2 separate regions of the Mus musculus genome follow, and region 1 is linked to region 2. A link is a contact called in public promoter capture Hi-C data. All regions are on one chromosome and are shown on one strand. Each heading gives the region's core, a stretch centred on a gene start, on an enhancer-like site or on the middle of the called end of the contact. The rest is flanking DNA. Distances are from core to core; before and after follow the strand shown. Region 1 holds the start of Coq8a (coenzyme Q8A). Region 2 overlaps Cdc42bpa (CDC42 binding protein kinase alpha).

The links. Promoter capture Hi-C pulls out the DNA fragments that hold promoters and counts their contacts.
Region 1: a promoter capture Hi-C map of liver shows a contact between it and region 2, with 2.3 times the contacts expected there. The contact joins the promoter of Coq8a here to the enhancer-like site in region 2. A contact is called at or near these places in 10 of 39 promoter capture datasets (3T3-L1-derived adipocytes, embryonic stem cells, fetal liver and 7 more), 1 of 484 Hi-C or Micro-C datasets (nephron progenitors), 1 of 115 datasets of contacts at active chromatin or transcription factors (pancreatic cancer cells) and 1 of 9 other capture datasets (pancreatic islet).

What each region holds. Positions count from the first base shown.
Region 1 is chr1:180,194,237-180,197,800 of GRCm38.p6, reverse strand. Coq8a (coenzyme Q8A) reads left to right here and starts at 1,781. Exons shown (of 15, transcript NM_023341.3): 1 at 1,781-1,928.
Region 2 is chr1:179,990,130-179,993,889 of GRCm38.p6, reverse strand. All of the region lies in intron 1 of Cdc42bpa (CDC42 binding protein kinase alpha), which reads right to left. Among named protein-coding and RNA genes, the nearest start is that of Cdc42bpa, 31 kb to the right of the region's middle. Within about 2 kb of position 1,814, at least 17 of the 459 cell types and tissues checked have an H3K27ac peak or open chromatin away from gene starts, as enhancers often do. A contact at or near this core is called in liver and pancreatic islet, where this site is marked.

The sequences.
Region 1 (3,564 bases), core at 532-3,031, 200 kb before region 2:
AATAAAAAAAGATCCTGGGCTAACTATCTAGGCAAAACCCTTAGATCATCTATTTCAAAAACATTCAAAGAACTGATCGGAAGCATGTCTAAAAAATAAACCAAGACAAAAGTAGGAGAATGATGTGCCCCAAAATAGAGACACAAGGAAACAATAAGAATAATAAGATGTGTTGGGGTTGAAACCCACGGTGAGTGAAGTGACTAGTTTACCTGTGGAGCCGAGCAGGCTGGGGAAAGACCACCCCTGGAAATAAGTCCATGGACATTATCCCAGCTTGGAAAAGAAGGAAAATGAATAGAGCGTCAACCCCAGGGACTAACACCAAGGATAGGAGTACAGACAGTGGGAGTCTTGGAGAAATAAGCCTGGGCAGAGAGACTCAAGAAATAATGGCAGAGCCCATCTCAGTTTTGATCAGACTAGCAATCTGCATGCTTAAAGCCTGTATTTTAAACAGAAAAGCCTTAGCTTTCTATAATGCAGCAAAATACTCAAGATAACCAACTTAGAAATAGGAAAGATTTATTTAGGCCTTGGTCCATTGGGCTGTGACTTTGGGGTCTCTCATGAAGCAGCAAGTCATGGTAGGATGGTGTAGTGGGCAGAGCTGCTCACCTCATGGTAGCTGTTGGCTTCTCATGGGAGCAGAGAAGGCTCCCAGGTCCTAATATTCCCTATAAAGTCACAACCTCAGTGATGTGACTTTCTTTCATCAGGCCATACTTCCTAAATGTTTGACAGCCTCCCTATGCCTACTTCCCTTTGGGACCAAAGTGGTCTTTGAGGAAAAAATATTCAAGATCCGAACTATCGAAGCCTTATTAGATTGATTTTGTGGAGAAGGATGGAAAAAGAAGTGGAGACAGTAAGCATAGAGAATACTTTCAGAGTTTTTGTTTTGTTTTGTTTGAAACATGGTCCAAATCATATCAATCTGTCGAAAAACGGAAAATAAACCATGGGAGAAGCGAGCGATTGTCTTAGGTTCGTTAGAGGGAAGCTGGCCTAGCATTGCTGGGCGAAAGGGCTGAGCTGGCACGGAAGCATCTTGGAAAGGCCCCAAGGCTAGGTATTTTCTCCCATTTGGTACAAAGGTGGCATGGACCTGTCGCAACCCTATCTTTTCTGGGTCAGCAGTCCCTTAGGGATGTTGTGGGTCAATGTTGTGTGTGTTGAGTGCACTCCTCAGGGCTGTTTTTCACCTTGGAAAAGGATTGTTTTTTTATTGGCGCTCATAATAAGCAAGCACAATTAGTCTAAATACAGAGCTGAAGGGTATAGAACTTTGGTGTCAGCGCCATAACACTTCCCTAGGCCAAGTGCTTTTGGAGGAACCCAGGCAGAAGCCTCATCACATGGCAAAAAACCAAACCAAACCAAACCAAACCAAAAAACCAACCCGGGCCTAGTCTAGGTCCTGGGGCGGGGGCCTGGGGGGTTCCTCTGTGGTCCCATCAAAACTTCTGAGGTCTTCCCGGCCCGACCCCTAGGAAGCTGAGCTAGCGTCGGTACCCAGGCGACCCTCACGTGGCTGCCAGGTGAACGCTTGTCAATCTTCAGAACGCAGGCGCAGAACAACTGCAGGCTTTTTTCCCTGCCCGGGAGAAAAGACAGCTAACAGGCAGATTAGGGACCGCGGCCTTCAAGGGCGGCCTCTCATTGGTTGCTTTTATTCCACCCTCAGTCCCTATTGGCTGTGAGCTGCGCACGCGGTAAGCACGCTCCCACTGCGTCCTGTGGCATCGGGGCAGCTAACAAACAGCGGCTCAGCCAATGGGAGGGCTCGGAGGCGGGGCAAGCGGAGCGCGGCGTGCGCACCCGGGCTAGAAGGTAAACAGAAGCGGAGAGTGTGCGGAGCGCTCGCAGCGGGGCGAGCGCGCGGAGGCGTTGCGTTGCGGACGGAGGAGCTACCTTCCTGCAGCCCGGTAAGGCTGTCGCCTGCCGGCCCGCTGCTAACCTCAGCACCCCGGGGTCCCTTCTTATACTTTCAAGTGACAGTGCGGCCTGCGTACGGTGCAGCCCTTTCCCGACCCGGGTCTGGCTCAGCGAGCAGAGGGTTGCTTGTGGCCTCTGCGTCGTCCACGCACGTGGCTGCCTTTCTCCCAATAATGTTCTGAACTCTCAGACCCTCGAACTGTGTGCTCTGGCTGCAGTTTGTGTCAGAACTACAACTTCTAAGCCCGAGCCAGCTGTTGGGTTTCACGGCTGGGGTGAAGTCTGGGAAGAAGTCCCTTCCTTGTTCCTTTTTCTTCGTTTCTTTTTGGTCCGTCCTCTTGTTTTTCCCAGACACTGATGGCCACACTACCAGTTTTGACAGCTCCTGCACTCTCTTGCACAGAAGCTGTCACATAACTCAACCAAGCCACCTTCAGAGTGTGAGGGGACAGAGGGAGAACGCTGTAGGGGCGGGTCTGGGTTCTGGGACCCTTCATTGGCTAGGCAGCCTGAAGGGGCAGAGGCTGTGTGCAGACATCCAATCTGGGTTGGGCTTGCAGCACTGTAGAAAATTGATTTAGGCTCACTTGGACTTGGTGTCTGTGGAACGGGACTCTGGAGCTGGGGTGTGTCAGGCCAACCTTCTTGCCGGAGGATTTGGACTAGTGATCATGACAGACATCCAGTTGTGCTGTGGCTGGCGGCCATGCTGGCAGGGAGGTTGTTGGGAAACATTTGGAGTGAGGAAGGCACTTCTGAGAAGAGGCTAGAGGGGTTTGTTGGCTTACAAGAGCAGTGTCTGTACGACTCCGAGGGTAGCTTTGGATGCTATATTTAGCCTTGTGAATAATGAAGACAGCTGAATTGTGACCACTTGTGGACCAGGTGACACAAAGCAAAAGCGAGGCAGGCAATCTGTGCATTCTCTGAGCTAATGAACCACCTGAGACAGAACTTCCCAACTCCAGACTATTAACATGTTGGACCTAATCTTGTTTACTGTGCCTGCTTATCTTATGCAGGGTGTGTAGCTGAATCCCTGGCTTGTACTACTAGACAAATAGTGACACCCCCACGGCCACCCAATCCCACCAATTGTGACAACTGAAAATGTCCCCTGACATTGCAAAATACCCCCAAGAGCAAATTTGGTTGAGAACTATGCAGGCAGGACTCTAGACAGGGTCACCCCATGCTGCCAGGACCTCTGTGCAACTTGCCCACAAGTAGTTGGGAAGTTTAAGACAGTGTTACAGTCACTGCTGTAAACAAATGGTGGAAGGCATTCGGTGGGGGCTTTAAAGGTGAAACCCTGAGTGCACTGGGTGGTAGGGGTGAAACATTCTGAGGGAGACTTGGCGGCTGAAACCCTGGGCCTTTGTGCCTGATGAATGTGACTAAGTAGGCACAAATTATGAAGATGTGGAAAACTGGTAGTTTCTGCCCCTAGGAACATTGGGAGCCTTGGCGGGTTAGCACAGGGAACCACCATAGGATGGTTCTTCAACGGTGAGCAAACAAGTGGGCGCTAAATGCTGGCTAAGAGACTTTCTGAGGGCGCACTGTTCTTATCCACGCAGTTTGCTTAGCCATGTGCGTGTGTTGTAATGTGGAAGGAGAGCATGC
Region 2 (3,760 bases), core at 565-3,064:
GACTATATAAGCTAGCCTTTGACTATATAAGAAGAGAGTTTCAGTTAAACCAGGTTTACATAGTAAGACCCAGTCTTAAAACAAATAAAAATTATAAAGCAGTTAGGGAACAAATTTAACAAAGGAGGCGAAACCTTTATATACTGAAAGTATAAAATGGTGCTTTAAAAAAATTTAGATGCAGCTTAAATGAACAGAAAGATATTCCATGTTCTAAACTGTGAAGATTTAATACTGCTAAGATGACAATTATATCCAAGCAACCGTCTGAGTCAGGAAAATCCTCACAAACTGTAGTAGAGCTTTTAGTAAAAATAGAAAACATATCCTAAAACTCATATGAAATCTCAGTACAGACTGAATAGCCACAACAATCTGTAAGTGAGAGAAACGTGCCTCACATCCTAATTGTAAGACTAACTACAATAATCAAAACAGTACAGTTCTGGTATAATGACTTATGGATCAACAGAATAAATCAAAATATTCAGAAACACACCTATGTGTTCAATTGGTTTTAGAATGGGTGTCAGGACAATCCAACAAGAAAACAAAAATCAAGACAACTGGGCATATGTGTACACTCGTGACAATAGTAATAAAGATGTTTAAATAACGTGGAGAATGATTGAAGATGATGCTTGCCATCAACCTCTGATCTCCATGTGTGCCTGTGCACATGCTCGCACATGTGTGCACATGCACATAGACACACACATAATGATCTTGGTCCTTACTTTGTATCACACACAAAACTAACTTGAAATTAGTCAAACACCTAAAAGTAAAAGGCACGGAGCAAGGTAGGTGGAGAGGTGAAGAGGATCTAAGAGGAGATGGGGAATGGGAGGCGTGTGATCAGAATATACTGAATGAAATCAATGTTTTAATTAAATAAAGAAAAATTTTAAGAAGGTGAAGTTATAACAGTCTTAGAAGAAAACACATGAGAAAATCTGTATGGCATCAGATATGGCAATGATTTCTGATATATGAAACAAAATATGCCAGCAAAAATAATAGATAAACTGCATCTCGTCAAAATGTAAACTTTTATTTAAGACACTATTAAGACACTGTCAGGATAGAGGAGAAAAGGCCCAAAGAATAACAAAAACATTCGCAAGATATACATCAAATAAAGGATTAATACTAGAAGATATGAAAACACAACAAAAAACATCCAATCCAAAACCTGGCAAAGTTTGAATAACACTTCACCAACAAGATATATAAATAGCCAACAAACCAATGTAAAGATCACCACCACTAATCATTAGAGAAATGCAAACCTAAGCACAACGAGTTATCACTGCACACTCTATTTTTTAAATAATTAAATAAAGCTAAATCAAAACAACAAATGTTGGCAAGGATGTGGGAAAATCAGAATGTTTGCACATTGCTTGTAGGGCTACCTAGGGTTCTGCTGCCTTGAAAACACAGATGGTTCATCAAAGAAAGCTAAAAATAGGTTTACTGTAGGACCCAACAATTCTACTTCTAGATACCCAAACAACTCAAAGAAGAATTCAAACTACCTGCTCATCAGTGCTCACTACATTATTATTCAACAGCCAAAAGGTGGAAACAATCCAAATGTCTATCAACAAATTAATGCAGTAAGAAATGTAGAATAATACACACAGTAAAATTATCATCCAACCTTAAAATGAAAGAAAAATCTGATACATACTACAATATAGCTGAATCTTGAAAACATTTTAAGTAAAATAAGCCAGATATGCTATACTGTGTGGTTTAATTTTTATGAACTACTCAGAACAGGAAGCTGCATAGAGACTGAGAACAGAGTCCACCACCAGGAGCGAAGAGCAGGAGAAGCACAGCCACGGAGTGACCACTGGATTTCTGTTTGGATAATGACGCAGTTTTCGAGATAAGATCGCAATAATGGTTTTACACTGTCATAAATATAATGCTTCTGAAATGTACATTTAAAAATAGTTAGAGCAGAGCCCAGGCACTTGTAATCCCAGTGTTTACGAAGTAGAAGCAGGAGCACCAGGAACTCAACACCATCCTCAGCTGCACAGCAAGCCTGAGGTCTGCTTGTGCTGCCTGAGCCTCTGTCTCCATACATACCACCAACCATTTAAAAGGGGTGTATATACATTTTATAACTTTTAGATTCTTAAGATATCAAAGCCATTGAATTATAAATTTCAAATAGACTAACTTGTCATCTATAAACCAAACATCAATAAAACTTTTCAAAAAAAACAAAAACAAAAAAAAAACAAAAATGGGTTAAATGTTTAAAATAAAACTATAAACAAGTCTGTTAAGGCAAACTGGCCTACACAGACTTCTTGGAATTTCTGGTAATAAGGAACAAAGACTAAGATGTGTCTATAGATGGTTATATAGTTACCTTGCCATAATAAACGACTCTTGACAATAGGAAGAAAACCAACAAGAACGCAGCTGAGAGTTATAAAACCACTGGGCAATCCAATCACGATGTGTAGAGGAATTACAGAGACTCACTGTGATGTTACAGGTGAGAGTTATTATTATTATTATTATTATTATTATTATTACGTATTTTCCTCAATTACATTTCCAATGCTATCCCCAAAGTCCCCCATACCCCCCACTTCCCTACCCACCCATTCCCATTTTTTTGGCCCTGGTGTTCCCCTGTACAGGTGAGAGTTTTGAGACTCAGTAGTAGAGCTGTAAGGCAGACATGTCTATTACCTGAATGTTTCCTATCTCGCCACTACATTTGAAAAAACTGACTAGATTCAATTCACTTCTAAAAGCTTGTCAGCAATATTTAACAAAAATGTATTATACAAAATTTTTAAGTTTTTTTAATTTTATTTTATTTGTTATTCATTTTTTACACTCCATATTCCATTCCCCACCCCTCCCCATCCACCCTCCCACTGCTCCACATCCCACACCTCCCCACCCCCACCCAGCCCCACCTAAGCTCTAAACTCCCTGAGGCCTCCAGTCTTTAGAGGGTTAGGTGCATCATCTCTGAATGAACACAGACCTGGAAGTCCTCTACTGTATGTGTGTTGGGGGCCTCATATCAGCTGGTGTATGATGTCTGTTTGGTGGTCCAGTGTTGAAAGATCTCGGGAATCCAGATTAATTGAGACTGCTGATCCTCCTACAGAATCGCCCTTCTCCTCAGCTTCTTACAGCCTTTCCTAATTCCACAACAGGGGTCAGCTGCTTCTGTCCATTGGTAGAGTGTAAATAACTACATCCGACACTTCCAGCTGCTTGTTGGGTCCTTTGGAGGGCAGTCATGGTAGATCCCTTTTTGTGAGCGTTCCATAGGCTCAGTAGTAGTGTCAGGCCCTGGGACCTCCCCTTGAGCTGGATCCCACTTTGGGCCTGTCGCTGGACCTTCTTTTCCTCAGGCTCCTCTCCATTTCTATCCCAGTAATTCTTTCAGACAGAAACAATTATGGATCAGAGGTGTGACTGTGGGATGGCAACCCCATCTCTCACTTGATACTGTCTTCCTGCTGGAGGTGGGCTCTATAAATTCCTTCTCCCTATGAGTCCTGGAGTCTCTCACCTCCCAGGTCTCTGGTGCATTCTGGGGGTCCCTGAAAACTCCTATTTCCTGAGGTTGCCTGTTTATATTCTTTCTGCTGGCCCTCAGGGCTTCAATCCTTTTCCCTCATCCAATAGCAAGTCAGGTTCCCCTCTTCCCCCTCTCCTACCCCCACCCTGGACCCCCTCCCCACCCCATGTCCACTTTCCCTCCCAG